Linked DNA regions of Zea mays: all the other regions are linked to region 1. A link is a contact called in public Hi-C data. All regions are on one chromosome and are shown on one strand. The core of a region is the stretch at or near the end of the contact, and the rest is flanking DNA. Distances in the headings are between cores, read along the strand shown.

Evidence for each region. Hi-C and Micro-C count contacts between places; a contact is called where the count stands out from the background.
Region 2: a Hi-C map of ear shows a contact between it and region 1, with 1.7 times the contacts expected there. The contact joins the promoter of LOC100279098 here to the promoter of LOC111589728 in region 1. A contact is called at or near these places in 2 of 25 Hi-C or Micro-C datasets (ear and tassel).
Region 3: a contact with region 1 is called in a Hi-C map of leaf, with 3 times the contacts expected there. The contact joins the promoter of LOC103633364 here to the promoter of LOC111589728 in region 1. A contact is called at or near these places in 7 of 25 Hi-C or Micro-C datasets (bundle sheath, ear, endosperm and 2 more).

Annotation. Positions count from the first base shown.
Region 1 is chr7:170,521,288-170,525,676 of Zm-B73-REFERENCE-NAM-5.0, forward strand. LOC111589728 reads left to right here and starts at 1,895. Exons shown (of 2, transcript XM_023300585.2): 1 at 1,895-2,185; 2 at 2,610-4,220. The coding sequence starts at 2,638. The coding sequence ends at 3,969.
Region 2 is chr7:170,701,346-170,705,734 of Zm-B73-REFERENCE-NAM-5.0, forward strand. It overlaps LOC100279098, which reads left to right and starts at 2,094. Exons shown (of 1, transcript NM_001152143.1): 1 at 2,094-3,360. The coding sequence starts at 2,194. The coding sequence ends at 3,177. It overlaps LOC100281028 (NADH-ubiquinone oxidoreductase 18 kDa subunit), which reads right to left. Exons shown (of 5, transcript NM_001153947.2): 5 at 3,555-3,818. The coding sequence ends at 3,759.
Region 3 is chr7:170,681,126-170,685,514 of Zm-B73-REFERENCE-NAM-5.0, forward strand. It overlaps LOC103633364 (probable amino-acid acetyltransferase NAGS1, chloroplastic), which reads right to left and starts at 1,950. Exons shown (of 10, transcript XM_008655067.3): 1 at 1,559-1,950; 2 at 883-970; 3 at 201-409. The coding sequence starts at 1,933.

The sequences.
Region 1 (4,389 bases), core at 645-3,144:
TGTGGCAAAATTAATTTAGACATGTCAAGATGCACGCGAAGAATTTGAGCGGTTAAATCTTAGGCAAGCGTGACAGAAAACATGTACTGTAGCAATTTATGGAATTGCAGCGTGGCAGATCACTTGTTCTATTTTCTAGATTGTGATTTTGCCGAAAAGACAGACACTACATTACGATTATGGCAGATCTAGGTAGCGACCATGACAAGCGACACGGCATTTGATATGCACGGTTCTGAGTAAGGATGCGTGGATGACACGGTCGGCCTCTTTTGGCCGCTGGTGTCCGCAGGCAGCTTATAACCTTCGATGCAAACTCTGATAGGCTTTCCCGTATAAATAAGCCTGGTCTATATATATTATACAGAGAGAGAGGGAGAGAGATGACACGGCAGTTAGTGCTAATCCATAATACTATTGTGGCAAGTGGTGGCTACTTATGTGACATGACAAATAAACTTGATTGGGCTTTTTGGCTGCTTGGGTTCAGCAAACATTGCTGAGAGGAATCTGTCTGAAGGCACATGGAGGATTAAACTGCACCGAGGAAAGGTCATTGCTGAGGGGAATCTGTCTCTGTCTTTCCCTTCCCCTGTGGTCAGAACTATAGCAACTGCTGGATCCACAAGCAAGATACTTGCAATCAAGTACACGTTGATGTGGCCTCGGCCCCTCGCTCACTTTCGCCTGGTCAATCCATTACATCCGCACGCATGTGCGACCACAGCATCATGATGGGGAATCGATCGCATGAGCTACAGCTAGCTCCAAAAGACAGTTTTTTTTTCTTGCTTGCACACTGACTTTTTTCTTTCTTTCTGTCGAGCAAATGCACTGACTACTTACCTGCGTCGTGGGAATTGGACCGCTCGCCAGATTTTGACGATATCGATCGTGTGCTACTGCAACGAATGATGGGTTCGGCTTAACATGCTCTCGACAGGGACCATGGCGCATGAGTCCATGTCCATGGACATGCTTTGCAAATTGCAACCGGCACATGGCAGAGGGTCGCGTCGCGGGACCATTCAATTCGCAAGGCAAGGGGAGAAACGGTCTGAAAAAGCTTGCCACCACGCCCCGGAATCCATCCATCTCGACGCACATGGGTCAGACTCAGTTCCCGGCCTACTCATGAGATAGAATGGATCAGCGTACTCCTCTCTTTCCGCTCGCCACCTCTGGCTGCACTGCAGGCTCCGGCGCCGCAGCGCGCGCACGCACGCCGACCTGCCTGGCGAAGCCGCCCCGGCCGCTCGCGATGATGGCGGACGGACGCGGAAAAGGGCCCGGCGAGATGATATCCGCTTTGAAAAACCTGACGCGAGCGTGCGAGCGCGGGCGGGCGGGCGTGGCCTGGCCGGGGCCCCCTCCTGCCGGACCCCGCGGGCTAACGCTGGCGCCTGGCGGACGGACAGCGACGCCGGCGGGCCACGGCACGCGCCCGCCCACCCACCCCCACTTGCCCGCGGCCCCCCGATACGGCGGCGATACCCGATTAAACAACGCGGCGTGCCCATGCCCACCAAAAGGGTCCTTCCCTCGCGCCCTCCAGCGGAGGTGGCGCCGCGCCATTGGCCGCCCAGTTCACGCGCGCTGCCGCCACAAGGCGCCAAGCCGGGCGCAGCCGCGGCCACTGCGAAACAACCTTGACTTTTGGGGAGTGTGTCTCTCTCACACCACGGTGAAAACCCGCGCAAAAGTGCCCTGTGCTGTGCATGTGTGTGACCCCCCTTTCACGACCTTTCTTATCCAGCTGGTGTTTCTTTAAACCATCTTGTTTACGTGCGTTCTTAACAGTAGGCTGATTGCTACGTATGCGGTCAGGATAGGATGGAACGGGGCAGTAGCGCCTTTGAATACTGTACGCCTCTACTACCAACGGCGTCGGCGAGGCACATGCACGGCTCTACTACGCTAACGCGCGTCGCACGGCTCGGCCAAACAAGGCAATAAAAGCAAGCTTAGTTAGGTAAAGGGTAGAAAAAGGCAAAGCCAGCTAGTAGAAGGGAAAAAAAATCTACTACTACTAGTACTGCCGCCCTAATCCTTTTCCTTTTGGAGTTCGTGTTATATCTCGAGCCCCCACCCTGCCGCTCGCTCCCCCTCCTCCCGCTTGATTCCAGTGGCCCTGCTTCCCTCGTCGTCACTCTCTCTCGAGAGCAGCACCGGCACTTCGGACAGGGTAAGCGGGCATCACGAATCTGCTTCAATTCCCTTCCCCTGCTCTCAGATCTCGCCTTTTCTTCCTGGGATTTGAGCTCGCTCTCGCGCTTCCCCTACGCATCGTGAACTCGTTTCTTTAGTGGTGACAATAGCAGCGATTTGCCCGGAGGGTTCTCGAGGTATTTCAGCAGTTGCGCTGTTGCGTTGAATCGAGTAGGAAAGGAGTAGGAGGACTCGCCCCCCATCCACAGTCTATTCAAGAAGCTTGTGGAGGTAGTGTGCAGTTCCGGCGCACTGTAGTGAGGATCTGACGACAGTTTCACTTCACCTACTTCTCGGATTTCGAGCTACCCCCTCATCACACCGTCGCTGAATTCCGTAGAAGAACTTTTGCGTGGTTTCGTCTGATTTGTTGCTTTGCTTCCCCTTTGCTGTGGACGCAGAGTTGAAAAGCAAAGGTGTGTTCTTGTCATGGAGCAGCCGCAGCAGAAGGGAGTAGCGGTCTCTGCGCAGGCGGCGGCCGCGAACGGGACCAAGGGCGCGGAGCTGATCGGGTACGTCGACGTGCTCGTGCGGAGCGCGCGGGACATCCAGAACATCTGCATCTACCACAAGCAGGACGTGTACGCGCGGCTCTCGCTGCCCGGGGACGGCGCGCCGGCGGCGTCCACGCAGGTGGTCAACGGCGGGGGCCGCAACCCGGTGTTCGACCAGTCGCTGCGCCTCGGCGTGCGCGCGGGGGACGTCGACGCCGCGATCCGGTGCGAGGTCTGGATGCTCAGCCGCGTCAAGAACTACCTGCAGGACCAGCTGCTGGGGTTCGCGCTCGTGCCGCTCCCGGAGGTCGTCGCCGCCGACGGCGGCACGCTCGCCCGCGACTTTCCGCTCACCACCAGCGACCTCTTCCAGACCCCCTCGGGGTTCCTGCAGCTCGAGCTCTCCTACATCGGGGTCGTGCCGGAGGTCGTGCCCATCTCGCCGACGCCCAAGCCGGCGCTGGCCGACCCGGAGGAGCCGGAGAACAACGCCGCCGGGAACGGGAAGGAGTACGAGAAGATCGAGTTCCCTGACCTCAATCTCGTGGAGGAGAACCAGATCATGGTCTCCGAGTACACCAGGCTGCCGTGCGCGGCCGTGGAAACGCAGAGCTCCGACAGCCTCCTCACCTCGGAGCACGGGGACGGCGCCACGACCCTGGGCCACGACGCCGGCGTGCGCCTCGTGGAGAGCTTCTCGACGGACAACAGCACCGCCGACTCGGTGAGCACCTTCCGGAGCGACACGCCGGTCAGCAGCGTGTCCACCACGGAGTCCCCCGCTGCCGCGGCGTTCCCGGCCACCCCTCAGTCCAACTTCAGCTCGGAGCCGTCTGGGAACGCCCACTCGTCGGCTGACCGCAAGGAGAAGCCGGCGTTGGAGACCACCGACGCGGAGGTCGCCTCGTCCCGCACCGTCCAGGAGGTCCCGGCGGCGAACTCACCCGGCGCCGCGTCGGAGGCCGCCGTGGACAAGCCGGTGATCAGCGTCAACATCGAGCAGGAGGTGAAGGTGGACGGGAACCAGATCATGGACATGTACATGAAGAGCATGCAGCAATTCACGGATTCCCTGGCTAAAATGAAGCTCCCTGCCTTGGACTTGGACATAGACAATGGTAGCAGCGGGAGGAGTAGTCCTGCAGCAGCCACAACCGACGCAGAATCCACTGGTGCCGACTCGATCGCGGTGAAGAAGCCAGCCGCCGCCGGGAAGCAGGATAAGCCATCTCCCAAGGTGTTCTATGGCAGCCGGGCGTTCTTCTGATCTCCTGTCCGCTTGAGCACTGGAAGCACAGCGCTCCAGCCGCCGAGTAACGAAGCAAAGAGACGGCATTTGCAGTCGCCTCAGCTGAATCTTACTAGCGCAGAGGAATAACACCTTCTCATGCTCTTGCTCTAGATTTGCCAGATAGGGAATTAATTGCTCGTTTCAATGTATTAGTTGCTCGTTTCAATGTATCGGTCAGTACTTATGAAAAATCGTCTGGTTTCCCTCTTTTAGGGCTAGTTTATGGACTCTACTTTTTCAAGAAATTTCTGTTTTTCTAAAAGAAATTGAACTAATTTTCTTTAGTAAAATGAAAATCCTTCGAGAAAATGAGGTTCCAAACTAGCCCTTAACAAAAAATATTATTGACATGTAAGATCTTGTTCGTTTACGCCAATCCAACTTTGAATTAGTATA
Region 2 (4,389 bases), core at 844-3,343, 180 kb after region 1:
GTTTCTAACTATCTGTATCCGATCTTGAATACGATCGAAATATAATAGGGTAGGATATAGAATGATCTACCATTCGTTCATATCCGTCCGATTTTTATCTCTATCCAAACCTCTATCGACAACTGCGAATACGTTGTTGTGGTTGCAGAACACGGATGACTTTCTCGTCCGGCGATAACCAGTGAAAACCAATGATTTTTCTCGTTATCGGTGTAGACCGAGATACGAAAACCGATCCGGTTTTTAGTGTATTTCGGTTTCAAAATTAGAAATATAAAAGTTAAATTTTGATCAACAAAACGGGTTTTGAAAAAAATCGAAACGAGAATGAAATCCCTGTTGCGGAACCATCGTCTACAAGTCGCCGGTGCCCATGAAGCATGAACGAACTGCAACAGGCAACAGCCAAGCAAGGCTCGCATTAACTGTAGCATGGCTCCCTCGCCAACAGCTGTAGGCTGTAGCGCAGCGCGCACAGGCGGCAGAAGCACCGGATCATGCTATTGCTAGCTCCAGCGCAGGCGTGTGGCCTCTGGCGTCGTCGCAGGCAGCCCTCGCGACGCGCGCCGAGTCCTCTGAGAAACCCCGCTCGGGCCAGCCGGCCGACCCCACTCGCCAGGACAGGGAGCGCGCGCGCGGCATGCGTCGACCACGCGCTGCCGCGCGCACCTGCGCCCGCCAATGGCAGCGCGGCCACTCGTCGCGCGCCCTTCCTGTCCGGTCGCCACGGCGCGCAGCACATGCCGCGCATGCAGCAGAAAACGATTAAAGAGATCGCGCCAGTGGCGTCCAAAAGGCAGGCTAGACGCTAGAGCTAAGCTAGGCTACCAAGGCCCCGGCCCGGTTGGTCTCGTGCGGCTGGCTACCAAGGCTAGCTAGGCCCGTGGTTGGGTTCCAGTCGGACATGGCGCTTGGGCTTTTGCGTTGCATGCATGCATGTCCCACGTGTGTTGGCTCGTGTACGAGGAGTGTGTACGTATCCGGCCTTACGTGTCCCGTGTCCGTCAATGTGATACTACTAGCATAGTACTAGTACCATGCATACACACAGCAGGTCGGCCGCCTGGATGGATCGATGATGATACTACATCATCCTGTCATCCATCCAGGCGATCTAGAAGGGGCGTGGCTAGCTAGCAAACTGTGACCGGTTTTTCTACGCCGATAATAATACTTTGTCATGGTACAGACGTACAGTACTGGTTATATATATCTGTAGATTTCAACTGAAAAGCTAGGATAGCTAGATTAATTCCTGAGAAACACAGATAAAATTCGAGCTTGGCTATAGATGACAAAACGGAAGACGCATGCATTGGACGACGTATGCAATGCGAGCGCGTCTCGTGTCGTCCCGTCCAAGTCTGGCGATCTCACGCCACGTGCTCAACAGCTCAAGGACTGTTCGTCACCAGCGTTAAATTCATTGAAGGGATGACGCATTTCGGCATTTGTCATTGCTTCTTGTAGCTATATATATATCCAACAGATTTCTCTCAAGCTTTTGTATGCGTGAATGTAAAGTCTAGCTTATACGACAGCACGTGCAGATACATTAACGTCATTAGGTGGAGAGCAAAGATCTGGTGGAAATTGTCGAAAACACAAGAGAGAGTGAAGTGCACACTTCTGGGTATAGGAGCTAAGGAGTGTATACGCCGCTGGTTGGTGGGCAATGCGCGCCGCAATATTGGCCAATGAAACCTAGCAACGCCCACTCGCCACGCCCCATGAATGGCCCCCGCACGGCAGCGAGCCAGCCAGTGCCCGCGCGCGGCCCAGCCGGAGTCGGCGGAACGCGCCACGGGGGACGAGGCGCCCGAGGGCCGAGGCATGGCAAGCAAGCCGAAGCGGGCAAGCGACCCGCATGCAGCCCCTGCCCCTCGCCCTCGTCCCAGCCTCCCACTGGAATCCACCCAACCCGCCCTTCCTCTCCAAAGCACGCGCCCCGCGACTCGCCTCCGCCTACGTGTCGGCAGCGTCCCCGCCGGTCGCCCACGTACCCCGCCCCGTTCTCCCACGTGCCCCTCCCTCTGCGCGCGTCCGATTGGCTGACCCGCCCTTCTTAAGCCGCGCCAGCCTCCTGTCCGGGCCCCAACGCCGTGCTCCGTCGTCGTCTCCGCCCCCAGAGTGATCGAGCCCACTGACCTGGCCCCCGAGCCTCAGCTCGTGAGTCCGGCACCGCGCCTCGCCATGGCCATGGTGCAGCCGGCGGACACGGCCGTCAAGGCCAACGAGATCCTGGCGCGGTTCCGGCCCATCGCGCCCAAGCCCACACTGGCAGCAGCCGCCGCCGCCGCCGCGGCGCCCGTGGCGCAGGCCGCGGCCGAGGGCGTCGTGGCCGCGAACCGCGTGCTGTGCCATCTGCAGAGCAGGCCGTGCCGCGCGCGCAAGCGCGGCCGCCCCACCGTCGTGCCGGTGTCGCCCAAGTCGGGCGCGCAGCCGCCCGCGAAGCGGAGGAGAGCCTCTACGCCGTACCCGCCTCTCCGGTGCGCGGCGGCGACCACGGGGGCGCATGTGTCCGCGGTCGTCCCAGGCAGTGCGCGTCTCCCACCGGCGAGTGCGGGTGTCGAAGACATCGCGAAGGCGGCGGCGGCGGCGGCGACAGAGGAGGGGAGGGACGTCCCCGTGGAGCGCGACCTGCTGCGGAAGCTGCTGGAGCCCAGGGTCATATCGCCGCGGGCGGTGCGCCCGGTGTGGTCTGCCATCCACGTCGGGTGCATCCACCGCACCGACGACGCGGCCTGCACCGACGCCGCCGTCTCGAAGACGGCGGTTCAGGTGGAGGCGGAGCTGGAGGTCGACGCGCTCCCGGCGGTGGTCTCCGACTCAGGCAACCGCGTCCGGCTCGTGAACGACGCGTACAAGGAGATGGTGGGGCAGCCCGAGTGCCCGTGGCTCGACGCCGTGGCTGCCACGTCGAGGAGGATCAGCGGGGAGGTGGCGCTGGTGGTAGCGGACCGGTCCTCTCTGCCGGACTCGTACGGGGCGTTCACATGCACGGCAAAGATCGAGTGGGAGGACGACGGGAAGGTCACCTCCATCGCTGCACCCTGCGACGTCAGCCGGCTGCAGTGCGAGTCCAGGGATTACCTCTTCGCCTGGAGGTTCCGCACCGCCGCCGCCGACGCCGACGCATCCGTTGGACACAGCTCCGAGGAGATTAGTGAGAGTTAGGGAAGCTTGAGCTGCATCCAATGAAACCAAGTGCATAGACTAAGCCGCTAGCTGCATGTTAAAACTGAGCAGCTTCCTCTTTCGCGAAGTCCAATAGGATGTAGACCCAGTTCTGAAATCCTGAGTAAATATAAGATGTTGACTGGAGAATGCAAAGGAAGTATAACCTGCCCTTTCAGGAAACTGACCTACCCGACTCTCATTTCATAACTGCGTGGGTTGCCCATGAACACACGGACATGCAAGAGTGGTCGTGCGTAGCGACTGGCAGCTCATTTGTGAATGTGTGATAGGGCCAAAAGCAAGTAGGCGTCATCATTCAACTCAGAAATGGCATGATGTATCTTTTCAGATACCAGCCAAGAAAGCACACAAGGTTGCAAAAGCAATGTCATCCACGAATTAACGTTTTGGAAGTACAAGTACACCATTTTGTTTGATTGCACATCATGCTTATTACAAGTTTGATAGATGCATTCTCTAGTTCGTACTTTAACAATGGGCACGGTTGAAAGCAAAATAAAATCGAGCCAGGAGGAAAACGACATCGTGCCAATGTCAGCATCACAGATGTCTCGAGCTCATGCTTGCTCCGCTTTTGGAGGGCCTCTCCACTTGAAGTTCTCAGCGTAGGCCTTAGGCTGCATGGTTGAAAAACAGTCCGGTTATCACACCCAAGCCGATGTATTTTCAGCAACACCGATTAGCAATCAGAAGGAAAAAATATTAATTCAAACGCAAACACAACTATTCTATTAGCACAAAACATGGCACGTTTGAGCCATATCTCACATATGACAGACACCAAATGATGCAATTGGCTGGACAGTAATGCAGGTTATCACCTTATAATGAAGCATAGCAATGGAAAGGTGAAACCATTCCTCCAGTTCATGATAGATACACTACTTTGAAATGTCCCAAAGCAAGCTTATTCCGGCAGCTGTATTGCTTTAAGCTAGCAATTGCTTCTATAATATTACGGTAAAGTACAGCTCGGTCCTGGCAGCCGTACCAAAAGCAAAAGTCCAGTCAAGCAAAGACTACTGGTAATGAGCCAGTTCCATCGCCTGATTGGACCTGTGCCCGGACGGCCAGTACAAACCAATAACACGCACGTTGCATCAAATAATTGGATATCAGACTTGTACAGTGTCAGGCAAGTAAAGAAATAGCGCAGGAGAATGATTTTTGGCCTCACTGTTTTAGCTT
Region 3 (4,389 bases), core at 700-3,199, 160 kb after region 1:
TCCTATTTGTGGAGCATCTGGTTTCACTATTGTATGATTTATTACGATGTAATGAAAAGGAAGGAAAGAGAAGTAAGGTTATCTTTCTTCTGAAGAGACATCTGCAAACATTGAAATTCACAAAAATATGCTATAAAAAACGATATAGTAACTACATGGAAGCCAGATATTCAAAAGCTCATGTACTTATCAATACTCACCTTAGCACCAAGGAAATTGCCACTTGCAATGCTATCCACAAGACCATGCCAGCGTCCAATAACACCATGCCTACGAAGATTTAACATTGGAGGACCAGGAGAAAGTTTAGCTTCTATTGTCAATCGTATTCTACCAGCTGCATCCATTGCAGCCTTTCTTGCATCTTCATCAGTAATTCTGTACTGACCAACATACTTGGCCTTCTTCCCTACACAAAATTTAATAAGCTAAACACATGCTTTACAGGAAAGTAAGAGATATAGAGATGCATTAAGAATCATCAAACCAACAGATGTTAGCAAAGCAAAAAAAACAAAAAAAACAGAACAGTGTAAAAAATAACTCTGCGTGTAACCAAAAGCAACTGGAGGCCTAACAAAGCTTCAGATTTTGGCTAATGTACTTCACCAAAAATTCAAACTATAGCCATGATAGTCTGCAAGCATATTAAATATACTTCCTGGAGCTCTGAGGGCCAAATGTCTAAGACAACTATATGCCACAGCAGCTAAATGATTCTCTAACTTTCTTATAATAGGTTTTATATGATTAGTAGCCATCCTATATACTGGTTTGTTTTAAAATCTGGTAGATTTTTATGAGCACAAGCATGTGCAAACAGAGTGCTTGCTTAAGGATGAATTGTGAAGCTGCCCCATGAGGGTGTTGCACAGAACTGACCTCTTTCTGACAACAGCTTATCAATTTGAATATGTGTTCCTGGAACAAGAACAAATTTAATCCCCAGACCATGGAGAAGTGATATGTCCTGCGTATTTTTAAAAGAAAGTGTGGTTAGGAATGAGGAATCCATGACAACATAAATTCCTCATGACAACAAAAGAATATAAATATGTGGCAAAACACTATAAGCTCATCCTTAGAATAAGATTAACACAAAACTAATACCTACTAGAAAACTGATGTTGCCTACCCCCTTATTCCTTAGTAATGCTGTTGTTACTTAATATATATGGTCTACAATAGAGTTTTGCTTCCAAACAAGACACAGCAATAGACTCAACCTACAATTGTCATCCCAGTCAGGAACTCAGGATCCTCAAATTGTCAAGTCGATCGTGATGCTCAAGTCTCATCCCAACCATTGAAGTCAACAGTTGTGGTCTACACCACTGAACGAAATGGATTATAATCTACCAACATAATTTTTTGATGCAAATGATTCAATTATTTCGGTCGGACCATTTTTGTTTAGAAAAACAAAAGCTAAGCTGGCCAATTAGTACGAAGCAGCTAAATCAAATTCAACGCTTAACCTAAAATTACATAGCAGGACGTCAAATGTACTATCCTTTGAAGATCCAAAATATAACATCACAAGCAACCATTACAATACCTGCAGAACGCGGTAGAAGTGCGGCCCGCACACGACCTCGCTGGAGATGACCACCACGAAGGTGCTCCCACGGTGGCCCCGGATGTACGGCCACGCCTCCCGAAAGAACCCCACAAAGTCCTCGCTGGCGATCACGGCGTCGGCGTCGGCGCCCCCACCGCGGAAACCGGCCGCGCAGCACCGGACACCGCGGCCCTGCCAACGGCGCGTAGCAGCTACCCGCCAATAGCTCTCGGATGAGACTCCATTCGCAGAAGGTAGGACCTTGGGCTGCGAGGCCTCGCCCGCGAGGCGTGCCACAACCACCGAGGTGGCCATGTACAAGCTTCCAACCCTAGATAGATGGGTTACTTGCTTTTTGCCCTCATCACACATTCACACACAGGTTTCGTAAGGGGCTCCACTTGCAATTTTGGTCAAAACTGGAATATTTTTTGAATTTAATTGTATTTTAATAATTTTCTAAAAAAGAAATTAATAATACAAAAATAGTCTTAAAAATAATGAAATTTTACGGATGGAAAACATATGTCCATATACAATTTTAACTAAAGTTAAAACATATGTCCATATACAATTTTAACTAAAGTTTGTAAGATAAAATTCAATAGATGGTTGTGTTTCTTCTATTTCACTTTGTGAGTTAGACGTGAAATTGATCTAAGTATCCAAGTTTTAACGTAATCAATACTTCTATTTATTATTTTCATGTGCGAACTTGAGGTTATCTTGATATAGAATGTTTACTAGTATTGGTAACTTATTTGCAATCTTTGGTTGAAATTAGAATATTGTACCAATTTATTTGTGTTTCAATGATTTTTATAGAAAGAAATTAATAATACACAAATAGCCACAAAAATCATAAAAAATTACGGAGACGCGACATATGTACGCGTATAATCCTAAAAATGGTTAGACTATAAAATCCACATATGCTATTTTAAAACTATATTTTATTATATTAGACTATTGTGATTCGAATCTTGCCATTATGTTTAAAATATTGTATTGAACTATTGTATGACCATAAATTATTGTTATATTGTTATGTCTATCTATGTTCTAGACAATAGCGAACGATAAGTAATACATGCATTATCCAATATCCGACCACACAATATCTGTATTCGTCACTTATTCACCCGATTAAATATCTGGTCCTTGTATTTATATCCGTCTCGTTTCTAACTACCCAAATCCGATCTTGAATACAATTGAAATATAATAGGGTATGATACAGGATGACCTAATAATCGTTCATATCCGCCCGATTTTCATTTATATCCAAATCTCTGTCGCAATTTTGGTCAAAACTATAATATTTTTTTTGAATTTAATTGTATTTTGATGATTTTCTAAAAAGTAAATTAATAATACATAAATAGCCTAAAAATAGTATAATCGAGAATGAAGTTTTCATTCTGTACATGTCATATCATGAATTAGTAACGGTAGCCAATCTCCGAAAAGTCTCGATTGTTTCGATTTTTGGAATGGGGTATTTACGGAATCCCCATGAATAGAATCAAACCTTATTCCATATTAGTTCCATAAGATTCCTCTTTCTTATTCTTAAGCAAGCCCCAGAGCCCTTCCAACCACGATTTTTTATTCAATTTAGTTATTTCGCATAGAAATAACAAATTCTAACGATACTAAAAAACATTGGGTTCCATCGATTTTATGGTTCCCTTTTAAATGGCGAGGCCCTCTCTATGCACCGGAACCCTTTCTTTCATCAAAAGGTATTGTGAACTTGTATAGTTCACATTCTTTGGCTCTACCTATCCATTATAGAGTAAATAACTCTTTTCACAATAAGAGTTATTCATACAGTGACGATATTTAATTATGAAATTTTACGGAGGCACGACATATGTCCATATATAATTTTAAATAATGTTTGTAATATAAAATTCACAAGATGGTCGTGTTTCTTATATTTCACTTTGTGAGTTACACGTGAAATCGATCTAAGTATCCAAGATTCAACGTAATCAATACTTATATTTATCATTTTCATGTGCGGACTTGAGGTTATTGTTAGCTATTGGCTGAGGAGTTGGAACTCGGAATACAGCAAGAGGAATTGAGACGAACAACACAAGGAATGGTAGGAGGTAGAGTTCAACTCAGAGGACAAGTATGAGGTTCGGTTATTACATCGATACCCATCCGCACACATATGTGATATATTTATATAAGGAAAACATACCACCCTAATTCACTCAATTGATCCCAAATACCTTCACACTCTTCTTCCTGGGCCTCTTGGTCTCCTGATGCAGCCCAACAGTTATCTTCATGTATAATGTTTACTAGTGTCGGCGTTCCGAGACCGGGGGGTCCCTTGGGCCGACGAGTGAGTGTCGCCGCGTGCCCCAGCCCAGATGGGTCGAGCGCGAGGGCGAGCGCGAAGGGGGAGAAAGCGAGGCGGCCGGAGGCCGGCGTGAGAGAGGTGGGAATCCCGCGGCCTTCGTGTTCGTCCCGCGCCCAGGTCGGGTGCGCTTGCAGTAGGGGGTTACAAGCGTCCACGCGGGAGAGGGAAGCGAGCGGCCCCTAAGGGAGCGTCTGTCTCGTCCTCGTCCCCGCGCGGCCAACCCTCTCTAAGAGGGCCCTGGTCCTTCCTTTTATAGGCGTAAGGAGAGGATCCAGGTGTACAATGGGGGGTGTAGCAGAGTGCTACGTGTCTAGCGGGGGAGAGCTAGCGCCCTAAGTACATGCCGATGTGGCAGCCGGAGAGATTTTGGCACCCAGCTGGTGTGATGTCGTGGCCGTCGGAGGAGCGACGGAGCCTGGTGGAGGGACAGCTGTCGGAGCGGTTGGGT